Regions from separate parts of the Danio rerio genome. Here region 1 is linked to region 2. Evidence: chromatin contacts called from public HiChIP or PLAC-seq data. All regions are on one chromosome and are shown on one strand. Each heading gives the region's core, a stretch centred on a gene start, on an enhancer-like site or on the middle of the called end of the contact. The rest is flanking DNA. Distances are from core to core; before and after follow the strand shown.

Region 1 (4,268 bases), core at 1,297-3,796, 230 kb before region 2:
CTACATTTATTAGTATTCGATAATAAACAGAAATTAAATTGACTGGTTTCAGTTAATGATAAAAATACTGAATACCTATTTTATTAAATTAATTTAAGCTCATACTTTATTTTAAACTTTAATTTTTAGAGTAAAAAAACATTTCTTCATTTAATGAAAACGTCGATTAATTCAATTTTTAGCAAGTATCAAATTTACAACAACAAATTTGATCATTTATATGCCTAAAGACATTTATATAAATTTTTAGACAACACTTTACCAGTGTTTTAACTTCGAATGAGTTATGAAATCTATATTTGATGTAATAACCCTTTCAATCATAACAAATTCCTTAATATATATATATATACCATGTATTGTCATTCATTTCTTACTCAGTTCATAGTTTTTTAAAGGAGCGCTCCACTTTTTTTTGTAAATAGGCGAATTTTACACGTCCAATCTCACGGTCTGACCAGAGCACTTTTAGCTTAGCTTAGCATAGATCATTGAATCAGATTAGACCATTAGCATCATACTTAAAAATTTTTTTAAAAAGTTTCATTTTATTCTTAACGTTTTTGATTGTGTTTTGTCTTTTCTTATTACTTTTTGTTTTTGATAAGTTTGAATCAATTTGTATTTCAGTTTTGTTTTTTCACCCAACAAATAGCTAAAATATATACTTTAAGTTTCTTTTTCTTCAGTAAATTTGAGTTATATCTTAAAACAAAAGTACTGCATCTATTAGTATTCGATAATAAACAGAAATTAAATTGATTGGTTTTAGTTAATGATAAAAATACTGAAAGACAACCTATTTTATTAAATTAATTTAAGCTCATACTTTATTTTAAACTTTAATTTTTAGAGTAAAAAAACATTCATATATTTGATGAAAACGTTGATTAATTCAATTTTTAGCAAGTATCACATTTACAACAACAAATTTTATATTTATATAAAATGATTATTTATATACCTATAGACATTTATATTAATTTTTAGAAAACACAATACCAGTGTTTTAACTTCAAATGAGTTATGAAATCTATATTTGTTGTAATAACCCTTTCAATCATAACGAATTTCTTAATACATATATTTATATTTATATATACTTATATATATATATATATATATATATATATATATATATATATATATATATATATATATATATATTTATATATACTTATATATATATATATATATATATATATATATATATATATATATATATATATATATATTTATTTATTTTTTTTTTTTATATATATAAATTACATGATTTTATTATGAAATTTGAAAGAGACGTGTTTAATCACTTTTTCTTAAATCATTTAATCTGAATATATTTATGAATTACACACTTTTGTTTAAATATACATTATTACAATAATAATAATTATTAGTAGTGGTAGTATTTATGATATTAGATTACTCTGCAGACATAAATCATTTGAGTCACAATTTACAGCAAGGTATTATTACAATAAGTTAATATATATAGTCAGGTCCATAAATATCGAGACATCGACAAAATTCTAGCATTTTTGGCTCTATACACCAGCACAATGTATTTAAAATTAAAACAAAAACAACAAGACGTGCCTTAACTGCAGACTCAGCTTTAATTTGAAGGTGCTTACATCCAAGTCAGGTGAGTGATGTAGGAATGTGTGGCTCCCACTTGTTAAGGGACCAAAAGTAATGGGACAGTAGGCTTCTTAGCTGTTTCATAGCTAGGTGTGTGTTATTTTCTCATTATCCCAATTATAATGAGCAGATAAAAAGTTCATTTCAAGTGTGCTACAGACCTGACTGTATATTAATTAATCAATCTTTACCTTTATTTGTCTCCTTAAGGACATTTTTTCTTGAGCAATCAAGCGGGTAAAGTACATTTAGTGACAAAACAGCTATTAATCATACATAAACAAAGACATAATACTATAATAATGAAATAAAACACTAGTACAGCATTTATTAATCATTTACTAATGTGTTATTAAAATCCTAAAAAAGTCATGCTTGTTAACATTAGTTAACATGAACTAGCAATGGACAACTTTCCATTAACTAACGTGAATAATGAATAAATACTGCAATGAAAGTATCGTTCAGTGTCTTCATTAACTAGCTAGCATTAACTAATACAACCTTATTATGAAGTGTTTCCATTATCTGACACAGTTTTCGATTTCACTTCACAACATCCCATAGTGGAAAACTACTCATACCATTTAAGAACCAGATTAAGCCACTCTGAAAGAGCTGCTACCCAGAGCACAGCGATGCCTGTCCGGCGATGTATGTAAAACACGACGGGGAAAACCAGCAGAACCGCGGCTTTCGGGTCTCCCATATGAGAAGCGACGAGCCACATATCCTCCAAACTTCTGCTTTTCTGCTGAAGGGCTTCCGCCATCCACACGCCCTGCCGGTAGACGCTCTCCATTATAAGATGTTCAATAAACGTCCAGGAATAAAATTAATTTCCACTTTTCATCTTCCAGACTCTGAGAATCAACTGTCAGATGGACAGATGTGTCATGTTTTGCAGATCTACCGCTAATACGGGAGCCGCAGCAGGACATCTTTGGCTAAACGCGTTTTTTAAAATCAGGACGGGAACTGAACCTGAATTGTTCAGTCATTCATTCATTTTCCTTTGGCTTAGTGCTTTATTTATCAACGGTAACTACAGCGGAATGAACAGCCAACTATACCAGCATATGTTTTACGCGATGGATGCCCTTCCAGCCGCAACCCAGTACTAGGAAAAGACCTGGATTCATTCATTTATTCATTTTCCCTCAGCTTAGTGCCTTATTTATCAGGGGTCGCCACTGCAGAATGATCTGCCAATTATTCCAGCATATGTTTTAAGCAGTGCATGCCCTTCTAGACGAAAGTGTTGGGAAAGGACCTGAATCCATTCATTCATTCATTCATTTTTCTTTGGCTTAGTGCCTTATTTATTAGGGGTCGCCTCAGCGGAATGAACCGCCAACTATTCCAGCATATGTTTTACGCAATGGATGCTTTTCCAGCCACAAACCCAGAAGTGGGAAAGGACCTGAGTTCGTTAATTTTCCCTCAGCTTAGTGCCTTATTTATCATAGGTCGCCACAGTGGAATGAACCACCAACTATTCCAGCATATGTTTTAAGCACTAAATGCCCTTAATTTTTCTTTGGCTTAGTGCCTTATTTATCAGGGGTCACCACAGCAGAATGAACCGCCAACTATATATATTTTACGCAATGGATGCCCTTCAAGTCGCAACCCAGTACTGGGAAACAATATGAATTCATTCATTTATTCATTTTCCTTGGGCTTAGTGCCTTATTTTTCATTCAATTCGCTCAGAGCCTGAAGGTTTTGTCCTCCATACCCGCACTATAATTATTTGTTTATTTATTTAAGCCGGAATTTGTAAATATTTAAATACATTTATATGCATATTTATGTGTTTATTTTTTATTTATGCAGGGATTTATGGATTTATTTACTAACTTATTAAAGATATTTGCATATTTATTTTTTGTTTTGCAGGTTTCGCCCTTCATACCTGCACTATTAATTATTTGTATATTTATTTATGCAGGGAATTTGTGAATTTTTTATATACGTTTATTAATTTATTAACATATTTATTTATTTATTTATTTATTTATTTCTTATTTTATTTATGCAGGGAGTTGTGGATTTATATTCATTTATTAATTATGTTGGTGTATTGATTTATTGTTTCTGCAGGTTTCATCCTCCATACCCGCACTATTAATTATTTGTATATTTTATTTATGCAGAAATTTGTGAATTTTTATTTACATTTATTTGCATTTTTATTTTATTTATTGTTTTGTTTATACAGGAATGTATGCCTTTATTTACTCATTTCATTCATTCATTCATTCATTCATTCATTTTCTTTTTGGTTTAGTGCCTTTATTAATCCCGGGTCGCCACAGCGGAATGAACCGCCAACTTGTCCAGCACGTTTTTACGCAGCGGATGCCCTTCCAGCCGCAACCCATCTCTGGGAAATATTTACTCATTTATGAATGATAATTGCATATTTATTTATTAGTCATGCATTATTTATGGATTTATTTACAAATTTATTAATGATATTTGTGTATTTATTTTTTATTATTCTAAATGAATTTATGGATTTATTTACAAATTTATTAATGATATTTGTGTATTTATTTTTTTATTATTCTAAATGAATTTATGGATTTATTTACAAATTTATTAATGATATTTGTGAATTT
Region 2 (4,560 bases), core at 179-2,678:
TGATATAATGCCAGATGTTCTTCTGTCTCTCTCTCTCTCTCTCTCTCTCTCTCTCTCTCTCTCTCTCTCTCTGTTTGTCTCTGCTTAACATGTTGCATATGAAGAAGCTAATGGCGCACAGCTTTGCCTATATGTTCAGGCATGCAATGGACATTTGCACAAATATTCATGTCATGTTTTTCTATCTGTCATTATAACATCGAACACTTACTTATTTCATATCTCTGCGCTGCATGTACTGTAAGGATGACTGTGCATGAAGCAGTACTACTTTATTATCATTGATTTTTAATGCTGAGTTCCACACAATCGATTTGTGTTGGGAAAACATGAAGGAATTAAGCTAGCTTATTAGTTTTTACAAATTTAAGTGGATTGAACAGAAAACAGTTAAGTTGTTCCACCAAAAAAACTCAAGAATTGTGTTGTTTCAGCTCCTTTTATATTAGAAATTTGAGAAAATGACATTTTTTGAGTGTGAATATGTTAGTTTTTCTATTTTTAAATCATATTTCAAGTAATTTAGTTGTGTATTTGTCAATTTTATTAGTTGTATTTAATATACTTAAGCTTAAAGCTACTCAATGATGCCTTATTTGTGTATTTTATTTTAGTTTATGTTCATTTCACATGCACAAGATATGTTTTATTTGATTTAGTGATGTTTAATCCTTGAAGAAAGCTTAAATAACAAATCTTTGTTAATAGCCCAAGATTGTTGCAGGAGCAGAACAATGAGGAAATGTAGTTTTTAAAAGATTTAGCGCATTAATACAACTAGAAATGTCTATTTAGGCTTATATTTTAAAGGGAAAGTTCAAAATTTTGTCGTGATTTACTCATATTTTAAACATAGAGTTTGCAAAAGAAGATATGTTTAAGAAAAGCTGGGTCCAAAACAAGTCGATGTGCATTTTCCACACATTTTCCAGTACATGTTTCTGATCCAGCAAAGAAAGTCATGTAAAGTTTGTGCAGACATTTAATGTCTGAACATTTTGAAAGAGTAAACCCTATTTTCTGAACATCTAAACATCCCTCAAATTCACCAAAAAAACCAAGAAATAATCAAATTTGTCATCTGGTAAGCATAATAAATCAGTAAAAGCCCATGAAATATTCACAGAGGGTGCTGCATGTCCAAGTCAAAAAGAAGCACACCAGATCCTGACATTCAGAGAAGAGCAAGATATCCAGAATCCCTAACAAACGTCTCCATGTTTTCAAAATGTCCACGTTGTAATGAAGACTAGGAATAGTTTGACATGTTTTAAGGCGGCCCTTTGTCTTGGCTGAAGGAGGGACTCCCTTCGCCTTGAACATGTAGCAGATATCTTGCGCACTCAGCACCTCCCCAAAACTTTGGCATATAAAAGCCAGGGTCAAACATTTGTTTAGGCAGTAGGGAGTTTCTGCTAGGGTCTGGATTGGAGTTACACAGACCGGACCCTACGTGTATGAGTGAGGACAAAACAGGATTCCCCTAGCCTCAAAGAGTCTACATGTCTAATATTTAGACATGTTCAGCTTTGTGGATATCCGGTTAGGGCTGCTGCTCGCCGCAGTGGTCCTTGCAGTGAGAGGACAAGGAGAGGATGACAGTGAGTATGATTTTTACTCCTGCTTTTAACTCCAAAGATGCTTGACAGTGGACACTGGAGTACTGAGGAGGGGGAGATGTTGCAGCTCACCTGCACTCTGAAACTTTCTTGGGAATGTCTTGAGGAGGAAAGCCCTACCTTTTTATTCTCACCAGCGTTTTTTAAAAACTTCTAGAAATCTTTCTTTGTGCATCTTGCGGAGTTGTTGTTTCTTCATCGTGCTTGTTTTCTGCGCGCGTGCCCTTACATGTTAAGCGCGAGCACGCGCGCCTGAGTGATGTCCTCGAGCGAAGGATGCGCTGAAGGAAAAGACGACGAAAAGAAGAGAAGAGGGCTTTTAAAATCACTTATCTTCTCATTTTCACGCTTCTCAGTATTCTGTCATACATTAATCTATCGAAAACAGGATATAAACCCGCTTATCTGTGGATTACACTGCTTTTGTGATAGAACAGATGCAGCCGTTACTCTTGTAAACAAACGGTTTTGTCATGGTTAGCTTAGCCGTTAAGGTTTAACAATATACTTACAATTTCGCGTTTCTAAATGACAAACAAGATTTTTATTTGATATGGAAAACCCTTTAGTTTCCAGTTCATTAATTGTGAGTGTTCGGGGCGTGACGGTGCATTGAACAGTCAATAGCGCCACCAAGCGGTGGATTTTAACACTATATAGTCTTAAACATGATGAAGGCCTGTCTTTAACATCATCACCCTAATGCACCACGCCCAATTACACTATTTTATCCTAATTTTAAAGATTTTTAACAGTTAAATTAAAACAGTAAGGTCTCTAATGTTCACTCTCTGCATTTTGCAAGAGTAATGCTATTATCGTTGCTTTTGTGTTATACTTACCATATATTTCCTTCTAAATGTAACCTAGAGGTGTTTGTATTTGTATGTTTTAGAGACTTTTTTATTCACTTAGCACTCTGAGGGTGATATTTAGTTGCCTGTTTGGTTACAATTATCTTTTAAAATCAAATTGAGATATTATTGTGGACCCTTCAGTTCAATTGATTATCCTCCACTGTCCTAATTCATGCTTCTTGTCCTTGCAGTCTCATTCGGTAGCTGTACATTGGAGGGTCAGAATTACAACGACAAGGATGTATGGAAACCCGAGCCCTGCCAAATCTGCGTCTGCGACAGCGGGACGGTCATGTGCGACGAGGTGATCTGCGAGGATACATCAGACTGTGCCAATCCAGAGATTCCCGATGGAGAATGCTGCCCCATCTGCCCCGACGGTACTACCTCCACCTTCAACCTTGTGGTCATGCTAGCTCTGCCGCCCTCAAGTGTGCAAACGCTTAATCACATGCTCTGGGAAATATCTGTCATTGGCCTGTCATCATGCTGGAGCCCTATGGAGTTTTAATACTTCACTGGATTCTTTCACCATTGATGCCTTTACATGCAGCTGAGGGATTAAGGATGCTCTTGCTTGTAGCTGTTATTATTTTTCAACTAATAATGCATTTTCTGCACTGTTTTTCACAACAGTGTATGATGCATTGCACATCAATGTGCTTTCATATATATATATATATATATATATATATATATATATATATACACACACATTTTGTGTGTTTCGTTTTGTAAATGCATATTAAGCTTCATTTACACACAAAACAAAGTAATGATGCTTTGTTTTGCTATTGTTATTGCTAAAAGTACTTGCTTATTTATTTATTTATTATTTCTACATACTTTTTTATTTTTTAGTTTATCTTTACATTAGCTGTTTTATTTAATTTCTGAAATATGTTTAATTTATTCCATAGAAGAAGAGACTGCAGGTCCTGAGCCTCCATATGTTGATACCGTGGTTAGTGTGAATTTTATTGCGTATAAAAAATGAATGCATCACAATAATGTGCATTAAGCACATTGAAACATGTTTATGTTATATTTGCAAATTGCTCCAAGGTAATTAAATTGCACTAAATTGCAAATATTTCACATTTTTCATCTTTAGGGTCCTGCTGGCCCAAGAGGAGACCCAGTGAGTAGACTTTTTGTTGTTGAAAATCTACTTACCAGCTTATTATGAATGTTTTTTTCCTACTATGTTTTGAAGACTAGTAATAAAATGAAACAAAAATGCACAATGGGGTTTTCAAGAGTACAAATGTCATAGGTGTTAAAAAGCTTGTATTCATATTAGAGGTAAACTGAAGGTAGTTATTAAGCATTTAACCTGTTGACCTTTACTTGTTCCGCTGACCTTTGACCTCTTTAACCTTATGTAACTTGCACAACGTTGCATATTAAAGCTTTTTATATATATTATGTCACTTACAGCACAGTTTAAAACTTTATATGATATTTTATACACGTTATGCAAAACAAAATGATAATAAAATCAGTATGGAAAGAAATTATTGTTCATGGGTCTCTGCTGTGTTTTACAGGGTCCTGTTGGGCCTCCTGGCAGAGATGGTACTCCCGGAGAGAATGGACTCCCTGGCCCTCCTGGTCCTCCTGGGACCTCTGGCCTTGGCGGCGGAGTAAGGAATTAATTCCGATATTTATATATATTATTTTTTATTTAATCTGTGAATCTGGATTTGAGTTATCTGCATCCTACAATTATATTTAGGATAACCAGACAGAAAGAATCTGTGCATAGTCTTCCACTGCTACACAGTAGATTTTTATGTTTGCCATAGAATATATGATATATATGAAGGTAAATACAGTAAAAATGTGTATTATTATTGCAATAAAATACTAAAGTAATAATTAACTTTTAGTAAAAATAAAATAATAAACAAAATATTGTTTAAAAAGATTTTTTATACATCGATTTCCTTCAGAAATTGCTAGTAATGCACAAAATGCAATGTGACATTTTTAGTAGAAATACTGAAGTTGAACGTCTTGTATTTTAATAATCTTATTCATTACAACAACCAAAATAATATGAGCTTACTGTGTAGTTCAGT

Evidence for each region. HiChIP or PLAC-seq counts read pairs in DNA pulled down with a chosen protein or histone mark.
Region 1: an H3K4me3 HiChIP or PLAC-seq map of embryo shows a contact between it and region 2, with 3 times the contacts expected there. The contact joins the promoter of g6pc3 here to the promoter of col1a1b in region 2. A contact is called at or near these places in 2 of 4 datasets of contacts at active chromatin or transcription factors (embryo and gastrula embryo).

What each region holds. Positions count from the first base shown.
Region 1 is chr12:3,752,066-3,756,333 of GRCz12tu, reverse strand. It overlaps g6pc3 (glucose-6-phosphatase catalytic subunit 3), which reads right to left and starts at 2,546. Exons shown (of 7, transcript NM_001080066.1): 1 at 2,226-2,546. The coding sequence starts at 2,443.
Region 2 is chr12:3,518,582-3,523,141 of GRCz12tu, reverse strand. It overlaps col1a1b (collagen, type I, alpha 1b), which reads left to right and starts at 1,428. Exons shown (of 51, transcript NM_201478.1): 1 at 1,428-1,601; 2 at 2,668-2,856; 3 at 3,397-3,440; 4 at 3,591-3,617; 5 at 4,027-4,122. The coding sequence starts at 1,520.